2 separate regions of the Gossypium hirsutum genome follow, and region 1 is linked to region 2. The links are chromatin contacts, called in public Hi-C maps. All regions are on one chromosome and are shown on one strand. Each heading gives the region's core, a stretch centred on a gene start, on an enhancer-like site or on the middle of the called end of the contact. The rest is flanking DNA. Distances are from core to core; before and after follow the strand shown.

Evidence for each region. A called contact is a pair of places that touch in the nucleus more often than the background predicts.
Region 1: a contact with region 2 is called in a Hi-C map of leaf, with 2.5 times the contacts expected there. The contact joins the promoter of LOC107943845 here to the promoter of LOC107948066 in region 2. A contact is called at or near these places in 7 of 34 Hi-C or Micro-C datasets (leaf and seedling).

The regions. Positions count from the first base shown.
Region 1 is chrA04:79,350,642-79,355,579 of Gossypium_hirsutum_v2.1, forward strand. LOC107943845 (zinc finger protein BRUTUS) reads left to right here and starts at 1,567. Exons shown (of 14, transcript XM_041111442.1): 1 at 1,567-2,176; 2 at 2,710-2,919; 3 at 3,201-3,395; 4 at 3,497-3,855; 5 at 4,126-4,351; 6 at 4,549-4,717; 7 at 4,800-4,938. The coding sequence starts at 1,868.
Region 2 is chrA04:79,167,083-79,171,616 of Gossypium_hirsutum_v2.1, forward strand. It overlaps LOC107948066, which reads right to left and starts at 1,937. Exons shown (of 7, transcript XR_005925714.1): 1 at 1,109-1,937; 2 at 818-1,014.

The sequences.
Region 1 (4,938 bases), core at 317-2,816, 180 kb after region 2:
TTAATGAGAATGTGTTAAATATTAATCATTTAATTTTTCATTTAAAAATGGAATTATTAGTCAATTGTATGAAATTGGTTTTGTGGGATTAAATATTGGCTTGTCCAGCTCTCACTCTTAATAACGCTTGACCTAACTTGCGTCATACTGTAATCTCCTTTTGGGATTATTCTTTTCTAAATAAATTAAGCACAAATATAGTAAAAAAAAATATAAAATCTTTGAAAAGAGAAAATGGCGATTACACCCTTGACGATTGTCACTTTGGTGAAACCGTGATGAAGTGCTTCCGTCCGTTTCAGACACTAGGTGGATGCTTACGTGGAGGTTGTGATAAGCCAGACTCTGTCCTTAAAACGCTCTCACGTGCTTTTCACACTTGTCAAACAATTGCCTTAGCCATCCTTTTCGACGAGAAGATTTGCCGAGTGCCGTCCTTTCGTTTATTCACTCACAAATTCCATCGTGTAATAATAACACAAATGCCATTATATCATATAAAATAAATGCTATTAGTTTTTAAGAAATTTATTTATTTTTCTTATACTATACTATGATAGGAAAGGTTTTATGGATTTATTTTATCCTAATAATAATATTTAGCTTTTTTATATTTTAATTTATGGAAATTGGTATCTAATAATGACAAAAAAAGGAGAATATAATAGTACTTGTTGTACTAAAATTTAATTTATTTAAGTAGCAGGATTTTTTTTATCTAAATAAATTAGGAACTCAGAATATTTTAGTATTTGTATTTGGAATTATTTTTATCCCACGCCTGCCATCATGCATCTATTCTCTAATTATCAACCTATTTTAATATCTAATACATTCTAATTTTATGTGCTAATTACACATCATTAGAATAGAATTTTAAAATCACTAATAATGCATTAAATATTACTTTTATGACTAAAAAAATGCCATATTAGTTAATTATTTTGCTAATATAAAATTTCTACATTATTCACTATTGTAGTAATATTTAGAAACAAATACTATGGTAGTTTTTTCTTTTTCATTAGGTTTCCACTAAATTTGAAATTGAAGTGAGTTTCACTCACAATACTTTCTTAAACTATTTTTCATTCCAACTCGAGATCTTACTTAAAAACTATCTAATTTTTTATCTCTTGATAAAAAGTTTTAATATTTTAATATTTTTATTTTGAAAGTAAAAAATGGTTAAAATATACCTTAAATCTCTTAATTATTCCTAAATTTAAAATCTAATCACTACTTTTCGATTTTAAAAATTCCCATCAAATTATTAATATTATTGTATTACATTCACTGATCTAATATTTTAAAATAAATCTTGTCAAGAGTAGTAATTAAAACTTTTGTTAAAAACTCATTTGATACGGATTCAAATAATGTTATTATCGTCTCTTACTCTAATATTGTATAAAAAATATTTTATATAAAAATATTTAATACCTTAGAATAAAAAATAATATTATAATAAACCCGAATTTATAATAAAACAAGAAATTACCTTTTTAGAATGGAAACTAAAATTTGAGAAAATAAAATTCAAAATCCAGTCACCTATTTTAAGGGTAGAAAAATTCTCTTCTTCATCTACCGCATTGATTAAAACACATTCTTCTGGCTAACAAAGAGGGAGAAAGAGAAGGAAAAATAAAGGGGCAAAATTACAAAAATATATATAAAAGAAGAAAGTTTCACATTCTTCTTTACTCCCCACAAACACAAAACATTAAAGCAAAGGAAGAAAAAAAAGAAAAAAGAAAAAGAAAGAAAAGGCTATGAAATGAAATCTCCAAATTGTATGAACAGGCAAAAGATCTAGTAGAGCTTTTGGAAATCTGAATCGGAAACCACGTCGAAGTTCTCTTTAATGGCGACCCCATTCTCGAGCTTAGAACCCGGAGGAGGAGGAGGAGGAGGTATAGCAATAATGGCAGGTCCTCTGAATCCAATCGATCCATCCACTCCTTCCAAATCTTGCTTGAAAAACTCCGCCTCTAAATCTCCCATTCTTATCTTCCAATTTTTTCACAAGGCCATCAAGGCTGAGCTCGACGCCCTCCACCGAGCTGCCATGGCTTTTGCCACCAACCACCACGACTCTGATCTTACTTCTTTGTTGGAGAGATGCCATTTCCTTCGTACTATATATAAGCACCATTGCCACGCCGAAGATGAGGTTCATGCGTTGTCGTTTTCCTTCTTGTTCTCCTTTATCTCTTTTTTTTCTTCCTTGTTTTTTAAACATTAGTTTTGGCTTTATTTTGCCCCTTCCTTTGAATCCCTTTACTTTTTTTAGAAAATTCTAAATCCCATACTCAGAATTAGCTTTCCCGAATTGTTAGTAAATTCATAAATTTGTGATGCTTTTGTCATGTTTTAAGGGTTATTGTTTGAGGAAGGATAGAACTTGATTGAATTTGATTCTAGAAACTTGAATTTATCACTATATTTAGATATGGGGTAATCTCTGTAAAACTCGCTGTCGTAGCCTTATACTTAGATGGCTCAAAAGACTTGTGAAAACCCCTGTGAAAGAGATTGCCTTGTTGTAACTTAAAAGTAATATTGTAATTAAAATAAACATAGTCTCTCCAAGGGTTTTTTTTAATCCTTCCTTTTTCCTATGAGATTCTTGTTGGCTGCATCATCACCTTAGATTTGTCTGATATTTGTGACTGATTACTGAATTCAAAACTACCTTATGTGTAGGTTATCTTTCCGGCTCTTGATATACGCGTGAAGAATGTGGCTCCAACATACTCACTTGAACATGAAGGTGAAAGTGTCCTTTTTGATCAGTTGTTTGCATTGCTGACTTCAGATATGCAGAATGAAGAAAGCTATAGGAGAGAATTAGCCTCTTGCACTGGGGCCCTTCAGACATCAATTACTCAGCATATGTCCAAGGAAGAGGAACAGGTTGGTTAGATATTTGAGGCAAATGCTGCAAATCAAAAATTAAACCAGAAGCCAGATGAAAAATTTATTTTCTAAAATATTGGTTGTTTCGTTCTTGATGTGTTATAGCAATTCTCCTACCTTATTTTGGAGGTGGATGAGGTTGTTGATATACATTGCTGAGATGTTTACTTGATTGATCACTTGTCATGATGCATTCCATTTCAAATTTAGAATAAGGAGTTAAATCTTCTAACTTAAAGTTATCTTTTAGTTTCACATGCTTGCTTTGGAATTGACAGGTGTTTCCCTTGCTTATTGAGAAGTTTACATTTGAAGAGCAGGCGTCATTGGTATGGCAATTTCTTTGCAGCATACCTGTTAATATGATGGCGGAGTTTCTTCCATGGCTTTCCTCCTCTATATCACCTGATGAACATCGAGACATGCGCAAGTGCTTGAGCAAGATAATTCCAAGAGAGAAACTTCTTCATCAGGTGACAGGGCTTCTAGGTTATATAGGATATTGTTATTAGTTATCCAAAACTCACAAGTTCCTTCTAGAATCAAATCTCACATTTTTAGTTCTGTTGTGAAGGTTATTTTCACCTGGATGGAAGGTGTCAAGACAGCTGAGAAATGTAAAAATTGCAAAGGCGAGGCTCGATGTGAAGCTTTTGGAGCTAGTGTCTTACCAAGTCAAACTGAAAGTGGTTACTGTGCATGTGAATCTTCGAAAAGTTGTAAAAGGAAATATATGGAGCTAAGTTCTAGACCTAAGGATTCTACTCTGTCCAGTCCTATAGATGAAATTATGCTTTGGCATAATGCTATCAAACGAGAATTGAGTGATATAGCCAAGGCTGCTAAGAAAATACAAATTTCTGGTGATTTTTCTGATTTATCTGGCTTCAATGAGAGGCTGCAGTTCATAGCTGAAGTATGCATCTTTCACAGGTGTGGATTTTCTCTGTGTTTTCCCTTTTAATAGTAATCTTTGTTGATTAGGGTTGTTTTTACTTCATAGTTAACAAACACTTCCTATCTTTCATGTTATATTGAAGCTAGAGTTTATTGTATGCAGCAAAAGACTTCAATTTTATGATCTGGTGTGATACAGAAAAAAATAAAATTGATGCATGAAATGTATTAGGACAACTTATGATCTACCTTTATGACTGGTTACATACCTGTTATGAAATTAACTTTTCTTCTCTCTTGCTGCAGTATTGCTGAGGATAGAGTTATATTCCCTGCTGTAGATGCAGAACTATCTTTTACTCAGGAGCATGCGGAAGAAGAAATTCAATTTAACAAGCTTCGGCGCCTTATCGAAAATATTCAAAGTGCGGGAGCTGACTCAACTTCTGCTGAATTCTATGCAAATTTGTGCTCACAGGCTGATCAAATAATGGATAGTATACAGAAGCATTTCCATAGTGAAGAAGCACAGGCAAGTATTTTATTGCTTTAATTGATGAGTGTCTGTCTGCTTTTTATAATTACATTACATGTTTCTGTATTTCTTGACATTTGTATAACGTTTGTACCAAATTATCAAGTTTACCGGAATGTATCACTTGAAACCATGTTTCTCATCTCTTTTTGCCCCTAGTGCTCTCCTTATGGTATGCTGGACTGCTTTTGTAGGTACTTCCACTTGCTCGGAAGCACTTTAGCCCCCAAAGACAGAGAGAACTTCTTTATCAGAGCTTGTGTGTGATGCCCTTGAAATTAATTGAGTGCGTCTTACCATGGTTGGTAGGATCATTAAGTGAAGAAGAAGCTAGGTCTTTCCTTCAAAATATGAATTTGGCAGGTTTGACTTTTATTGACCGAGTGCTTTAAGTTATTTTTTCCCCTCTTTTTGTCTGTTTTTAACTCTCAGATTATATGGTCAGCGCCACCATCCAACTCTGCATTGGTTACACTATTTTCTGGTTGGGTGTGCAAAGGTCACTCTGCAGATATTTGTCTTTCTTCTGGTGCAATTGGTGCCTGTCCTGCAAGAATACTTACTAGAACCCAGAAGGATATTGA
Region 2 (4,534 bases), core at 687-3,186:
AATGTTGATGTCTAAAAAATCTAGCAACCAATGTGAGTTATTAATATTTTCCTCCAATTGCAAAGCATAAACGATTTATAATTTCATGTAATACCAAAACAACAATGATATTAACCAACACATAAGGATCTACAGCAAGCACGATTATTCACTGTTTCAAAAATTTTATGTGCTGTTGCACACAGGGGGAAAAATTATTTCTGAAGCAAGAAACACAGCTCCTCACTGTTTCAACATGTATTTGCTATGCACATAAGTACAATATTTCTTTCTGGACATAATGGCTAAATTCAAATTTAATGAGCTCATATTTAAACAACATTTTGTGCATAAAGGAATATAGATTGAGGGTCTAATTCTATCTGCAGGCTACAGATAGAGAAACAAATAAAATTGATGTTGGATAGACAATTAGAAAATCCAAAATGCTATTAAGGAAATTAAACTCTCTAATCCCGCTGCAGTAACTCTTAACTTCACAATAAACAAAAATTAACAAATAATTTAGTGGGTTGCTGGCATAATAAATTTTGTTTCTCCAACTTTCGTTTACAATTAACTTATATATAAAGAAACTCTAAGAATTCTCTGATTTTCTTTCCCCCTCTCTAGGTTATATAGCTGAAAACCAAGACCTCAATGTATTTGCATCAAACAAAACAAATTAACAATCATTTCGGTAATGATAACTGTACAGAACAAAAGGGAAACCAAAGTTTTTATACTAAAACATATATCAGAAACAAAATGCAAAAGTAAAAATACACTAACCACAAAACCCCACTCCTTTTATTTTGAACTAAAACAAAGTTAATACCTTCTGCTGGTACTGCCCAACCGAGTCTTCCACCTGAACAGGCACGGAAGTGGGCACAGCGTGCACCGGAACCTGGAAAGAAGTATAAGTCCCAGCAGCAGCAGCAGCCGCCACTTCAGCAGGATCCTTTATCTCCGGCGTGGTTGTAAAATAATCCAAAGCCATAATCTTGTTAAGCCTCTCTCTCAACCCAGCATCTGCAGCAAAGAACTCTCAAATCAGAAAAGCTAGAAATTGAACAATAAGTACATAATTATAATAGCTACGAAAATGATTAGAGCGGATGAATACATGAAACGTCGGCATTGGGGTCAACAGGCTGGTCAGAGTTAGAAAGCCAAAGCATAGCATGCTGGATACAACGGTGCAAAGCGTTCTTATGAGACAAACTGGAATCAGCCGGCCGCGAAGTCAATAGTCCACTCAGCGTCGAAATCAAATCCAAATCTTTCTCGTTAAGCAGATCGGTAGCGTCGTCGGTAACGTAATCGTAAGTCAAGCAGCAGCCTCTCTCGTGGGTCCTCGTCAACATGGTGGAGGTAAAATCACTCTGAGACTTGACATCGAACAACGACCCGAAATAGAGAAGATTGAGGAGATCCTCAATGGCATGATCGGGGACATTGGGCAGTTGTTCTTGGGGTTCAGTCTTGTCAGGTTGGGCTTGAGAGGTTGTTTCTGATGATGAAACGGTTTGACGCTGTAAGGCGAGTGAGATTTCTTCGGAGACAGCGGAAGAAAGAGGCTGGAGAAGCTTCTCGAGTTCATCAATAAGGGCAGATACGGTGGGTTTGGAACGGAGGACATCTTCTTGTTCTTTGTTCAAAGTTTTGCCTTGGGAGACCGATTCTTCCATTTGGAGAATGCGGTTGTATTTCTTGCGTAGGGCACGGAGGCGTTTGTTGATGAAGCTAAGGACGGGGCCGTCCGAAACTGTGGCTAGAGAGTCGGAGGAAATAGTTGCTGCTGCGGCGGCCGCCATTGCAGGGTTGGTGTTGTTAGCGGTGGGGGATAAGAGTTCAGAGAGAGCACCACAGGGGAGGGGAGGTAGTGACGGGGGTGGAGCGGCAGGATGGGGCACTTTTGGAAAGGAAGCAAGTTAAACGGACCTTTTTATTTGAATATATATCTTTTAAGCTTAACTATGCTCCATTTTCCATTATGATATATTAAATTTATGTATATAAAAATTAAATGATTTTTACTAAATATTTCAATTATTAAAATATATTATCTTAAATTGTTAAAATTTATATAAATTTTCTAAACTTTTATAAATAATATTGTTAAAAATATAAATTTTTAATTTTTATAAAGATAATTCAAATTCAAATTAATATAAATTAAGATAAAAAGAAAGTAATATTTAAAATAAACTTGAATGATTTGATAATAATTTTAGGGTTACCCATAAAAAAAAGATAGAATATAAATTAAAGATTAAAAAGAGAAAAAATATATTTATATATTTTTTCATAACCTATGATTAGAATCAATTATAGTGGAGATTATTGATATTAGAGGTGTGCATGGCCGGGGTACGAAGGCCCGCCCGAAATGTGGGAGGGTTTGGGAAAAAATATTGGCCCAAAAAATGGGCTTGGGCAAAAAAATAAGGCCCGTTTAAAAAAAAGGGCCTGGCGTCGGGTAAGGCATTTTTGCCCTGCCCGGCTGGCCCGAATTCACTAAATGAAAAAAAAATTAATATTATTTTCTCCCTATTTGCTACTATTTTACTATTATATTGCTATTATTTTGTTGTTATTGTTTGGATATTATATAAAACTTATTTTATTGTTAATTTTTTTATTATTTTAAAGACATTTGCTAATTTTGTTATTATTTTAGAGGCATTTGCTTGTTAAATTGTATCTATTTTAGTGTTATTTAAGTATACATATTTTTTAAAATTTATTTTCAATTTGTTGAAAAATATTTATTTTGATGTTTTTAGTATTTTTGATGGTTTATATATATATTAAAATTATATAAAAATAATATAAAAATTAATATGGGCGGGTCGGGTCAGGTCGGGCTCGGGTTTTAACATTTTTATTAGGGCCGAACTTGGGTAAAATTTTACGCCTATTTTTCGGGTTGGGCCAGGCCTGGGCCTAGCAAACGGGCCTAAATTTTTAGTTGGGCCTGACCCGACCCGACCCATGCACACCTCTAATTGACATGTATGTTCTTTATTATATTAATGGGTATTTAATGTTGATATATTTTTATAAGGAGATTAGATTGAAATAATATTTATTTTAAACTTTAGTCAATAAAGTCACCTGACAAATGACTTGCGTGCCAAATGACCTTTTCTTGGCCGTGCCACATTGGAACGCTTTCTTTAATTGTAACTTTAAATTGCTATAGTATATATATATTAGACATGTTCATAGGTCGAGTTCAAAAAGTGGGAGGGTTTGGGCAAAAATATAGGCCCGAAAAATAGGCTTGGACAAATATAAGGCTCGTTTTAAAAATGGGTCAGGCCTCAGGTAAGACATTTTTGGCCCGAGCCTAGCTTGAATTTACTAAATGCCAAAAAAAAATCTGTGTAACACCCCTAACCCGTATCCGCTGCCAGAATAGGGTTTCGGAGCATTACTACCATTTGCAGATCACTTAAAAAAATTAAAATACTTACCGATCCAATGCATCATATAAAATAAATATATTACCATTCAATCAACAATTTGGCACTTGTATAAGCATCAAACAACAACATTGTTAGTATACTTGCACATATCTCATATAAATTCAACATTGATATATCTATTTTCTCGACATGTCACACTTGAGTTTAATAATAGTCTCAATTACATAATTTCCTTGTATCAACATATCAAAGATAATCATATATGTACATGTCATGAAACATATCATGCTCTTACCGTTTCTTCACAAGCATATATCATTCATTTCATTATATCAATATTTTATGCTTCATCATTTCCATATATTTTATGTATATTTATTCTGGTAATAGCTTATATCAAACTTAACATAAATTATATTCCATGTACTTATACTTATTTCGTTTATCCATTTTCATAATTATTTCATACAACGCTTTTGTACATATATTTCTATATGACCAGTTCTTATAAACATTTCACACAACCATTTCATATAACCATTCGTCATCTGATACATTTTACCTAAATATCAATTGTTCAACAGATGTTATAGCGTCTCCCATCCACGGTCTTATTTATCTTTGACGTGATGCCATAGTGTCTTTCAACTATGGTCTTACTCATTTTCTGTCATGTTGCCATAGTATCTTTCAACCATGGTCTTATTCTTTTCATGTCACGTTGCCATGGTATCTTTCAACCAATGTCTTACACATCTCATATCAGGTTGCCATGGTATCTTTCAACCATAGTCTTACACATTTCATATCAGGTTGCCATGGTATCTTTCAACCATAGTTTTACACACAGGTTGCCATGGTATCTTTCAACCATGGTCTTACACATTTCATATTAGGTTGCCATGGAATCTTTCAACCATGGTCTTACACACAGTGTAATACCCCTACCCGTATTCATTGCCGGAATAGGGTACGAGGCATTACCGGAGTTTACGAATTAATTTTTTTTTTCAATTCAACATATTTTCATGATAGATTCATGCATTTATATAAGATAATGTCATCACATATCTATAACCAGGTTTGTTAACCATACTAATGGCTAACTTTACATTCAT